Regions from separate parts of the Mus musculus genome. Here region 2 is linked to region 1. A link is a contact called in public HiChIP or PLAC-seq data. All regions are on one chromosome and are shown on one strand. Each heading gives the region's core, a stretch centred on a gene start, on an enhancer-like site or on the middle of the called end of the contact. The rest is flanking DNA. Distances are from core to core; before and after follow the strand shown.

What was found. HiChIP or PLAC-seq counts read pairs in DNA pulled down with a chosen protein or histone mark.
Region 2: an H3K27ac HiChIP or PLAC-seq map of embryonic stem cells shows a contact between it and region 1, with 3 times the contacts expected there. The contact joins two enhancer-like sites. A contact is called at or near these places in 1 of 115 datasets of contacts at active chromatin or transcription factors (embryonic stem cells) and 1 of 9 other capture datasets (embryonic stem cells).

The regions. Positions count from the first base shown.
Region 1 is chr14:37,517,264-37,523,740 of GRCm38.p6, reverse strand. No RefSeq gene overlaps it. Among named protein-coding and RNA genes, the nearest start is that of Gm23909, 83 kb to the right of the region's middle. Within about 2 kb of position 2,875, at least 8 of the 459 cell types and tissues checked have an H3K27ac peak or open chromatin away from gene starts, as enhancers often do. A contact at or near this core is called in embryonic stem cells, where this site is marked.
Region 2 is chr14:38,318,405-38,324,702 of GRCm38.p6, reverse strand. It overlaps Gm31456 (a long non-coding RNA gene), which reads right to left. Exons shown (of 4, transcript XR_874529.2): 3 at 128-261. Among named protein-coding and RNA genes, the nearest start is that of Gm31456, 42 kb to the right of the region's middle. Within about 2 kb of position 3,587, at least 9 of the 459 cell types and tissues checked have an H3K27ac peak or open chromatin away from gene starts, as enhancers often do. A contact at or near this core is called in embryonic stem cells, where this site is marked.

The DNA of each region.
Region 1 (6,477 bases), core at 1,626-4,125:
TTAGCCAGGGAGCCAAATGTGTATCCCATGGTGTTATATAAAGGGTTTTAACTCCAGGATAAACTGAGCTCCAACAAAGGAGTGTGTTTGAAGGCTGTCTTAATCCTAATCCATTTTCCTGTTGATTTTCATAGCCCAATTCAGGAAGCTATGAATGAACTAAGAATAACACTTGGCAAAGAAAGCCATCTTTCTGTATTAAATACAACACATCATTCATATCCAAATGCGTTAAAAGAATTTTTTTATATAAATTCAGTATTCATAGAGGCAGTTCTGTGTAAGGTTCTGTATGGATAGCCAAGTGGGGACTTTAAATACCTAGATGACTCTCAGGCTTTGTTCATCTAAGGTTACATGTGAAACATCTATGTTTTTGCCTCTGAAGCAGGCTGAGAAGTTAGACTTAACCTGCAGCTATTCGGCTTAAAAGAAGTTAGCTAAACAGAACAAATACAACTTCATGAAGTACAGACAAAAATAGAAGGAAGGAAGGAAGGAAGGAAGGAAGGAAGGAAGGAAGGAAGACAGACAAAGAGAAAGAAAGAAAGAAAGAAAGAAAGAAAGAAAGAAAGAAAGAAAGAAAGAAAGAAAGAAAGAAAGAAAGAAAGAAAGAAAGACCAATCCTTGGAAAACCAGAGAGAATTTGTGTCTATAAATTGTGTTCAAGTCAACAACAGTTCTCTTTCCTCTGTGCATGGCTGTGTCTATCCCTCTGTCTCTTTTCCTGCTCAGAGTAGGGATAGTTGGCATAGCAGCCATTTAAATACAATTAGTGCTGCGAAACTTGAATGGTTAGTGTAGGTTTTCCATTAATATCTCTCTAAACTTTAAGATTTAGGAAAACAGACAGGGCATATGACTTGAGCTCGGAATCTCTCTGTCAATTCTTAGTCTGTCAATACCTGAAGTAGCCTTGGGTGATTACATAGGTTTTAACTCTAGTTTAATAAATTGACTCCCTGGAGTTTAGAAATAGTTAGTATGGTGTGAACCCATCAGTCTTCCCTGCTGTGTACAATTATAAGAATTGGAAGCACTAAATAGAAAATAAAACAGAGTTTTGACTGTTACTTAAGAAGAAAATGAGCTTCAGGGGACCTTAACATTCTAGGAGCACACAAAGACACAGCTTTCGGCATCCTGCACAGAACAAAAGAAGGTGAATGAACACACCTTGCTTTCTGACCCACAACTTCATTCTAGGAAGTCTTTTAAATTATGCATCCCTTTTGCAAATTGATAGGAGCCCACTGGGAAGAAATGTCAGAGTTGTCAAAAATCAAAATAGAAGTGTTGATGTCAGTTTAAATGAAAATTAACAAATAAACTCCAGAAATTAAGAAGAAAGAGTCCTTAGCCATAATAACTTGATAATATTTGCAAAACTTGCTACCGTACCACAAGCTGCACAGAGGTCACTGAAAACTCACACAAGAATTTCTACAGGAGCTCTAGTCCAAGACAAGCTGCCTTGAGTAGCCTCCTGTACAAGGGGGACCTCCATTCTTCTACCACTTATCCTTCTACCTTCATCAGACCTGAGACTCCAGAACCATAACAGACCTTCAGGTCTGAAACCATACAACTCAAGGATGCCCATCAGAGGTATGCCACTCTAAGACCATCAAAGGTCGCCCTACTCCCAATACCTACTACAACAAGAACATCCAGGGACCAAAAATGTCCAAATTGCAAAAGGCATCCAAAAGAACAGAATCCACAAAACCCAAGGCAATATGATACCTCCAAATAACAGCTAACCTACTATAACAACAGCAAGCCCTGGCTAGCTTAATATAACCAAACACAAGAAAATGACCTTAAATCCAATCTTATAAAGACGATAGAGGCCTTTAAAGAGTAAAGGAATATATTCCTTTTTTAAAATACAGTAAAAATACAATCAAACAGATGAAGGAAATAAGTAAAACTGTGCAGGACCTGAAAGTGTAAATATAAGAAACACACACACACACATACACACACACACACACACACACACACACACACACACACACACACCCAAGCTGAGGAAATCCTGGAGATGGAAAACCTTGGGAAGAGTACAGGAACAACAGAAGCAAGTGTCACCAACAGAATACAGGAGCTAGAGGAGAGAGAATCTCGCATATAGACGATTCAATAGAACAAATTGATACATCGGTCAAAGAAGATGTTAAATCTAAAAATTTCCTAGCATAAAACATCCAGAAATTCTGAGAAAACCTGAAAAGACCTAGCTTAAGAATAATAGAATAGAGAAAGGTGAAAAATGCCCAGAAAATATTCTGAACAAAATCATAGAAAAAAACTTTCCAACACTAAAGAAAGAGATGCCTATAAAGATACAAGAAGCTTATAGAACACCAATTAGACTCGACCAGAAAAGAAAATTCTCCCAGCACAAAATAATCAAAACATAACATCTACAAAACAAAGAAAGAATATTACAAGTGGCAAGGGAAAGTGTCCAGGTAAAATAATATCAGAATTATACCCAACTCAGAATGTAAAAGCTAGAAGGGCCTAGAAGGATATCTTGTAACCTCTAAAAAACTGTAAGTGCCAACATAGACTACTATCCCCAGCAAAACTCTCAATCACAATAGATGGGGAAAAAACAAGGTATTTCAAGAAAATCCCAATTCAAACAATATCTCTCCACAAATCAAGCTCTACAGTGTTGTATACCAGCCCGCGGCCCTCTTGAACCGGGTACACCTGGGAGGCAGGCTGGGGCTGAAAAAGACTTAGACTGCGGTGAGAAATTAATAGAGACCAAGACATAATTCTGTTCAAAGCCCGCCAGTTTACTAAGAGAGTGTGATTTTAAGGGGGAAGGCCCATCCCCCACCAGTCCATTCTTGGTATCTGGAGCCACCCTGTAGGCCACTTGCAGGATAGAATGTTCCTCCTGAATATCTCAGGGGCCTCTCAGCAGGTAGCAGTGTTTTGGAGAGAGCAGTGGCAGGTGACAGAACAAAAGAGCCATCTATGTCAGAAGGCTCCACCCTAGGTAATCTCCTTCTTAGTGGCAGCAAGGTCAAAGTCTGGATCAGCCTGCTTCAAGCTGGGGGAGCCTACACTACAGAAAATATTAAAAGAAAAACTCCAACCCAAGAAGGATAACTACGTTCAAAAACACAGGAAATAAGTAATTCCAAAGTTGGTCACAAAGCAAGCCCCAAAAGATACAAGGAAATTGAAACAATGTCCTGTATCTGATCAGAACACCATAAATTAAAGCTGGACTTCAACAACAGATATACCAGAAGATGAGCCTTAGTTCGTGGTTGTCTGATAGAATAAATGGGATTAATTCAATGTTCTTGTATCTGTTGAGGTTTGTTTTATGTCTGAGTATATGGTCAATTTTTGAGAAGGTACCAAGAGGTTCTCAGAAGAAGGTACATTCTTTAATTTTAGGGTGAAATGTTCTATAGATTTTTTTAAAATCCATTTGGTTCATAACTTCTTTTAGTTTCACTGTGTCTTTATTTAGTTTCTGTTTCCACAATCTGTCCATAGGTGAAAGTGAGTTGTTGAAATCTCCTACAATGTGCGCTTTGAGCTTTAGTAACATTTATTTTACAAACATGGGTACCCTTGCAATTGGGGGACAGATGTTCAAAATTGAGAGCTCATCCTGGTGGATTTTTCCTTTGATGAGTATGTGGTGTCCTTCCCCATCTTCTTTGATAACTTTTGGTTGAAAGTCTATTTTGTTGGATATTAGAATGGCTACTCCAGCTTGTTTCTTGGGACCATTTGCTTGGAAATTTTTTTCCATTCTTTTCCTTTGAGTTAATGTCTGTCTTTGTCTCTCAGGTGTATTTCTTGTATGCAGCAAAATTCTGGATCCTGTTTATGTATCCAGTCTGTTAGCCTTTATGTTTTTATTGGGGAATTGATTAATGCCTCTCCATTGATGTTGAGAGGTATTAGGGACCAATGATTGTCGCTTCCTGTTATTTTTGTTGTTAGAGGTGGAATTATGTTTGTGTGTTTCTCTTCTTTTGAGTTTGTTGTGAAAAGATTAATTTCTTGCCTTTTCTTGCATGTAGTTTCCCTCCTTGTGTTGGATCTTCCCTTCTATAATCCTCTGTAGGGATGGATTAGTGGAAAGATATTGTTTAAATTTGGTTTTATCTTGCACTACCTTAATTTCTCCATCTATGGTAATTTCAAGTTTTGTTGGGTATAGTAGCCTGGGCTAGCATTTTTGTTCTCTTAGGATCTGTATGACATCTGCCCAGAATCTTCCAGTTTTTAGAGTCTCTGCTGAGAAGTGTGGTGTAATTCAGATAGGTCTCCCTTTATGTTACTTGACATTTTTCCCTGACTACTTTCACTATTCTTTTTTTGTCCTGTGCATTTTCTGTTTTAATTATTATGTGACAAGAGGAATTTATTTTCTGTAGGAGACTTGTATGTTTATGGGCATATCTTTAGGTTAGGAAAGATTTCTTCTATAATTTTGTTAAAGAACTTTGCTGGCCCTTTGAGTTTTGAATTTTTACTCTCTTCTGTACCTATTATTCTCCGGTTCTTTATTTTCATTGTGACCTGGATTTCTTGAGTATTTCGAGGTAAGAGGTTTTATATATATTTTCCTTGATTGTTGTGTCCATGTCTTCTACTGTATCTTCTGTGGCTGAAATTCTCTCTACTATCTCTCATATTCTATTGGTGATGCTTGCATATGTAACTCCTGTACTCTTTCCTAGGTTTTCAATCTCCAGGCCTTTTTCCCTTTGAGTTTTCTTTAGTGATTCTATTTTCACTTTAGATCCTGGATGATTTTGTTCAATTCCTTTTGCTGTTTAATTGTGTTCTCTAGTATTTCATTAAGGGATTTGTGTTTCCTCTTAAAGGCCTTCTACTTGTTTACTTGTCTTGTCCTGTATTTCTTTAAGGGAAGTAGTTATGTCCTAAAAGTCCTTTATCATCTTCATGAAATGAGAGTTTAGATCTGAATCTTGCTTTATAGGTGTTTGGGGGTATCCAGGACTTGCTGTGGTGGGAGAATTGGATTCTGATGTTACCAAGTTAAATTGGTTTCTATTGCATATGCTCTTATGCTTTCTTCTCGCCATCTGGTTATCTTTGGTGTTATCTAGCCTCCCTGTCTCTCACTGGGGCCTGTCCTTCCTGTGAGCCTTTGATCCTGCAATCCTGTGATGCTTTGACCCTGGATTTGTCAGAATACCTGGGAAGTAGTGCTGCAACTGGGATGGGTGTCGACTGTGTGTGATCAGGTCCAGTGCAAGGGCTCTGCTCCTGGCACAGGTGAAAACCAGAAGTCAGGTGGGTCACCATTCAGCTATTAAAAATCAAGACATCATGAAATTTTCAGGCAAATTGATGAAACTTAAGAATATCATCCTTAGTGAGGTAACATAAAACCAAAGGGACATGCATGTATTTACTTACTTATAAGTAGATATCAGTCATAAAATACAAAGCCAAAGAAGCTAAACAAGAAGCAAGATCAAAGTGAGGAAGCATAAATATCACTTAGAAGGGGAAATATAATACAATAGAGGCAGATGGAGACAGGGAACTGGAAGGGAGAGGGGAAGGGAATGGAGAGTTCAGAATCAGGTATGGGGAACAACAGGAGGGATGGCTAGATGGTCATGAAAATGAATGGAAATCTGCAACAGTGTGTTGTATAAATTATTTAATCCTGACCTGGGGTTTCTACCCTGCCTTTGACCCTTTACTTCCCAGATAAAAGACACACACACACAGCCTTTATGTTTACAATAAGCCTTAAACAGCATACAAGTTGGGCAGATACCTACCCTTCATGCTATTAGAAGCGACTTTCCTATCGATAACACCAAATCATTACTTACTTCTTACTATGTTTCATCTGAGCTGCTCTTAACTCCCATTGGTAAGCACTCAGAGCCAAGTTTTTTACGGCTTACCTGACCCATGGTGCCTTCTCCTCCCGCCTACACCTTCTTTTCCTTGCCCATCTCCCCCCTAACCCCAAGCCCAGGAAACCTAAACCCCACCTTTGTCTCTTCTGCCCAGGTATTGGCTGTTGCCATCTCTATTTACCAATCAGAAATAACTTGGGGCGGGGGGCAGGGTCTATTGAGTCTCCATGCAGACTCCAGGTCTTGGGGGCCTGCACTTGGCACTACAATAGACAGCAAAACCAAACTTAAACAGGGGTGAGGAGGTTGAGTTCATCTCCAGGATGAGACAGAGACCTGGGATAAAAGAATCACGCAAGAATCAATGGAGGTGACCAGAGCTGTAACTCACAACATTGAAAATATGGAACCTGAAGAGACCACCTCCTGTAGCCAGGCAAGAACCCAGTGGAGTGATAGGCACCAACCAATTACAAAACTTTCAACCTAAAATTTATTCTCTATACAAGAAACACAGACATGGAGGATAGAACAGAGACTGGGGAATGGCCAACCAATAACTAGACTAACTTAAGGCCTATCC
Region 2 (6,298 bases), core at 2,338-4,837, 800 kb before region 1:
TGATTTAATAAAACGATTTCCTGCTTTGACAAGACTCCCAGTGGCCCAGTCTGTTTCTTTTGGGGCATTGATTCTCCATCTGCTTAGCCCTGGACAGACCCAGCTGGACCCGGTTCTCTCCTCTCACCTGGTCCTGCCAGCAAAGAGTCAACATCTTAGGAGGGCCTGGTAGTTCTTGCCAATAGTCTTCTCCATCAGCCTTCTAATGTCTGCAAAAGTTCCTTGCTCCAGTCTTACTCCAGTCTGTTAAGAGAGACTCCACTGCAGTAAGATAAAATTATAGAATCATCATTATCACCTTTGTCTTCATTACAGAATATGATATATCCAAGACAATGGCATTTCATCACCTGTGTTAAATAATATTGGGTAAATACAAGATGGTTATTCTAATACTGAAAGGGAGGCCACTCAGTAGGGTGTCACACCACAGAGTTTATCATGAAAGCTGCCTTGAACTTTACCTAACTCAATGAAGTTCCTCCAACAGTACCTTTCTTATATTTGGCTCTTCTCGACAAACCTTCCTTTTCATAGCATCTCTGGATGTTATTCTCATTTCCAGAGTACTTGCCAATTCAGATATAATTCTTCATCTAATTTCCATGACCCAAATTCCAGTCTTAGGATTTAACTTTAAATCTTTTTAGATCTATCACAACTTGTTCACTGCATCAGTAATTCCCATGAAGTGAGAAGACTTCAAAGCTAACATGCTTACCTTCTCATCCTGGTTTCAAGAATTATAAAGTGTGTGAAAATTTAGAAGTCATTTGATAATCCTACTTTTAGTACACAATCTATAATATGAGGACAAGAAAAACTCAGGAAAAACTCATGCCAAAATGACTTTTATAAGTGACCTGCAAGTATTCCTTTGATAGCTATCCTCCTTTTATTAGTATGCCTCCTCCATGTATGATGGTGTTATATGAGTCTAAATCTGTATTAGAAAAAAAAAAAAAAAGTCTAGATTTGTTTGCTACCAGTAGTGTGAGAGTATTTTCTTTGCTCTTCAAATCAAACTTTGAATCACTAATGTTCCACTCAAATATTTTTCTTAAAGCAAATGTACCTATTGTTGTTCCTCTACCTGAAAGACTGAATTCCCAGTTCTAGAGTTTAATACTACTGTAGATTAAGTGGACTATTCATTGCAATTTTCATCAAGTTAGAAACAGATTTATACTAGTATATAAATGTTAAGCTAGAAGGCTAAAAAGATAAAATTACTTAGAAAGCTATAATGTTTTCTTTTTATTTCTTAAATGTATGAGCAAAATTGAATGTAAGAATTTACACTACATACATAAAAATTATAACTAATGCCGGGTTAATTTCAATAAAAAAATTATACTCAGCGCAGATCACTAAAAAAAAAGTGGGTTCCTATTGCCTACTTACAAAATTTATCTAAAAAGAGCAACTGGACCATGTTCTAAGTCCTAGAAACACGGTCATAAGAAAAAGCCCTCTATTGTTCAGACTATGGACATTCTTAACCAGGATTTATACCTTTGGATCATTTTCTCCCTAGCTAATTTTGAGGTTTCAATTTCTCTGTATAAGTACTGAAAGTATAACAAAGTAAAAACAGAATTCTAGGCCTATAGGCCAGGCTTGGGAATGTGGCCTTTGTAAAGGTATGCTAATCATAAAACAGATAGCAACATTCCTCCACCCACCCGCTTCCTGGGTTCAAAGAGTGCTCATTCAAAGAAAGTCATCCAGAACCTGCAATGCAAATGTGCTATTGTTAGGGGCTCTTAGAAGCTGTCTTGAGAGTTAACACTTACCAGGTATTCCTTGTGACTCTTGTAAGTTTACACTTCCTTGTGACTCTTAACTGGTATTTTTGGTATTTTCCAGCAATGCCCTTCCCACCTCCTTAAGTTGTGGTTTCTTCCTTTAAATACCCCCTAATCCAGCTACTCGGGGCGCCACGGTCCTCTACCCCTGCGTGGGCCTGAGAGCGCTCTTGAATAAAAATCCTCTTGCAATTTACAACAAGACCGTTTCTTGTGGGTGATTTTGGGGTGTCGCCTCTCCTGAGTCAGAACGTGGGGGAGTCCTCACGTTGTGGGTCTTTCAGTACTATTTCCTTCCAGTGAAGGTTCCTGTTCATTTTGTGATTGCTAAAATGTGAGCAATCTATTTCCTATGTACTACGTAGGAAGTAATTCACTATGAAAGTTAGACACAGGGAGATATTCCAGACACTGGCATGATAGCCATTCTGCTTTCCAAGTGGACCCTGCCTGGGTCAGAAGGGTTTCTCTGTAGCTGAAAGGGTGTCCACATGATCAGACCTCTTGGACAAATTCCCTCATTGTCCCATGTACCCCCTGCATTTGCCTTCCAGGAATATGTGTAGAACCGCACCACACATTTCCATTATCTCACAAAGCAAAAGTGGTTCAGCCTTCTCTTATTACCTGTGGACACATTCTGAAGTCACTTCTCATCCCTTTATCCTTCTACAACAAACAGGCATACAGATGTTCCCAATTCCAGGGAAGTCTAGGAAAGAATCATCTAGCTGGTAAAATTACTATTTTAAAAACCATAGTCCTCTTACTAAGGAAAAGTAGGAGGTAAGAAATTAGTAACAACCATTGGCATACAATGCACCAACAAAAGCCCTTCAGAAGAATACATGAATGAAATGGTCTTACTTCCCACTAGGATGTGTCTCATGCTCTGAGTCTCTAGTCTCTCTCTCTCTCTCTCTCTCTCTCTCTCTCTCTCTCTCTCTCTCACACACACACACACACACACACACACACACACACACACACACACACACACACACTTACACACACAGATGTCACTACAGATAAACTAAAAAACATTGGGAAAATCAAAGTAATCTCATGCATGGGAAACCAGAAAGGAGCATGGCTGTTAGGACAGTAGCTTGGTGGAATCAAATCTTCCTGGTATTTATCAGTCAAAGAACAGTATTAAATTTCTAATATTAGAAAAAAGAAACAACTACTCATCTATTTCTTACCCTTCCTGAGAAGTAACCCATTGAGATAATACCATGTATTTGCTACTATGATCACTTCTTGCCCACAGTATTTATAAATAGGTTCACTATAGCATAAGGAGAAAATAGAGCAATAAAGAAACTAAGACCAACATCGGGTTGATGCTTGTCATCCCACAGCTTCTGTGGTACCTGTGAGGATCACTTCCCCTTCTTTCTTGCTTAGCTTTTCATTTGTAAAAGGAAGACATTTGAATTGGTAATTTCAAAGAGTTCTTTTTATTCATCTCTTCCTCAAAGCTAGATATTTTAATTACATTGTTTTCAGTTATTTTTAAAGTTGTGGTCCCTCTGTACCCTGATATTTATATTCTATCCCCTTGTGTGGTGAGAGTGTATTCATGAGTATGTATGAATAATCTAATGTGGAGCACCACCCCCCTTAAGTGCCACCTTTTCAAGCTGTTTACTAATTAACTGTGACCTCAAAGAAGTTGAAATAGCCATGAGAGATGGGGCACCCCACAGTGGAGAACCTGAGGTCAGTGTATCCATGCAGAATTGTGTTGCCTTCTCAACCACTGTCATTTCCATATCAATGCTGTCTACAACAATGAACAGTTTGCCTTCTGCATTTCTAAGGAGACAAGAAGGCTACCACTCAGGGATGCCATTAATGTTACTCTTTTGATTCAATTACCTAGGAATTAGTGGAGTTTCCTGGTGCCTGACCTTTTTCCCTTTCCTTCTCTTCTACCTTTTTAAATTAATTGGTTATTTTATTTATTTACATTATAATTACTCCTTTCAGGGTTGTCTCCCTCCTTAACTCCTCCATCCTATCTCCCTCCCCTTTGCCTTTAATAGGTGCTCCCCCACCCACCCACTCCTGCCTCACCCCTTTAGCATTTCCCTACACTGGGACAAGCCTCCATAAGACCAAGGGCCTCTCCCCTCCCATTGATTCTAGATAAGGCAGTCATAAACATCATATACAGTAGGAGCGATGGACCCAAACATGTATGAACTTTGTTTGGTAGTTTCATCTCTGGGAGCTCAGAGGGGTCTGCTTAGTAGATATTGTTGTTCTTCCTATGTGGTTGTAATCCACTTCAGCTCTGTCAGTCCTCCCCAAGGACTCAGTGGTGTCCAGGCTCAGTAGAATGGTTGGTTGTGGGTAGCTGCATTTGTCTTAATCAGGTACTAGCAGAGCCTCTCAGAGGACAGCTATAGGCTCCTGTGTGCGAGCACTTCCAGTGTATGGCATCAGCAATAGTGTAGGGGTTTGGTGTCTGTGGATGAGATGGATCCTAAGGTGGGGTGGTCTCTGGGTGGCCTTTCCTTCAATCACTGCTCCATCTTTTGTCCCCATGTTTCCTTTAGACAGGAACGTATCACAGTTAAATTTTTTGAGATGGATGGGTAGGCCCATCCCTCAACTGGGGGAGCCATACCTATCTACTGGAGTTGGTTTCTTCAGATTCTATTTCCCTTCTGTTGGGTATTTTGGCTAATATTATCCTTGTTGGGTCCTGGGAGCCACTTGCTTCCCTGATGTCTGGGACTTTCTAGTGTTTTGTCCTCTTTAGTATCCTCTATCATCTTCATGAGATGAGATTTTATGTCAGAATCTTGCTTTTTGGGTGTCTTAGGGTATCCAGGGCTTGCTATGGTGGGAGAACTTGGTTCTGATGATGCCATGTGACATTGGTTTCTATTGCTTATTTTCCTGCTCTTGCCATCTGGCTATCTTTGGAGTTAACTGGCCTTTCTGTCTCTGACTGGAGCTTGTCCCCCCTCCTGTGAGCCAGGTTATGATGAACCTCCTTAGCTCAGGCTGTCTCTGTGTGTAGTAGGAGGGTGTCTGGAACATCTGATCTGTGAGCTTAGCTGGGATGGAACTTCTGGGAGTCATGCTATCTCTGGGTGTGAGTGGGGTGGGTTGGGAGATGGAACTCCAGATCTGATCAAGGGTGCAGTTGGGGACCAGAAGGAAGTTGCATCTCAGGTGGGGGGAGCAGGGGGTGGGCAGTCTTGAAAAAGTATAACAGAAAAACAAACAAACAAAAACTAGACCTTTAGGTCCAGGCTTGAGAATGCGACCTTTGTGACTCAATGCTCCAAGGCAGGCTAATCATAAAGCAGATAGCGACATTCCTTTACCCACCTGCTTCCTGGATTCAGGGAGTGTTTGTTCAAAAGAGACCACCCTGACCTTTGCTGGAACCACTATGCAAATGTGCTATTGTTAGAGGCTCATAGAAACTGTCTTGAGAAATAACTGCACAACTATCAGGTATTTTTCTTTGTGACTTGTGACTTCCTCATGACTCTTAACTGGTATTTTTGGTATTTTCCAACAACACCCTCTCCAACCCCTTGAGTTGTGTTTTTTTTTTTTTTCCTTTAAATACTCCCTTACCTATCTACTAGTGGTGCCATGGTCTCTACCCCTGCATGGTGTATGACTGTGTGCCCTAGAATGAGCCTGGAATAAAAGTCCTCTTGAGGTTTGCTTCAAGACCATTTCTCTTGAGTGATTTGGGGTGTTGCTTCTCCTGAGTCAGAACGTGGGGGAGTCTTCACGTTGTGGGTCTTTCATTCTCAGTTAGGCCAGATGTTGGGGTGTGGGGGGTTGGTCTTACCTGTTATCATGGTGGTGTCAGAATTTCTGAGGGTCAAGCTGTCTGGGCGGCACATGTGGGGTGGGGACTGAAGCACATGATATGCTCCCCCATTTTCCCTCTTAAGTGAGCATTCAGAAAGGTAATCTCCAATCACAGCATAAAGCTGACACGTTTAACCACCAGGTTTCTCTCATTAATCCAAGTACCAAGAGGTAAAAGATATTCAAGTACGTAGGGTCTCTTAATTTTTAAGGAGGGAGAGAGGTAAAGAATCATTCTGTCATTTAAAATGAGATAAAATTAACATGTCATGTTACTTTTGAAAGAAGGTCATTCATTTCTCTCTCCCAATTCCAAACTAACAGAATGAAGTGGAGAACAGGGAGAGAAAATGATGATAATGATCAAGAGTTTTCAAGCTATTATGGAATTAAAACTATGAGTCAATATAATGTTCTCATATTCTGAGTTGTCTTTAAAGTGAAGATCAAGACTTACCCAGAGGTCATGTTGAGAGCATGTTCAGGTCTTGATCTTGTCAGGTGAAGTTTTCACACACATTCAAAGGGATCAGGCTTAGGAAATCTTGCATATCAACTAACTATTTGGTGATAAAGTTGGCGAAATGCATAACTAGGGGAATTGTTTCGCTTTTGACTTTTTTTTATTACAGATACTT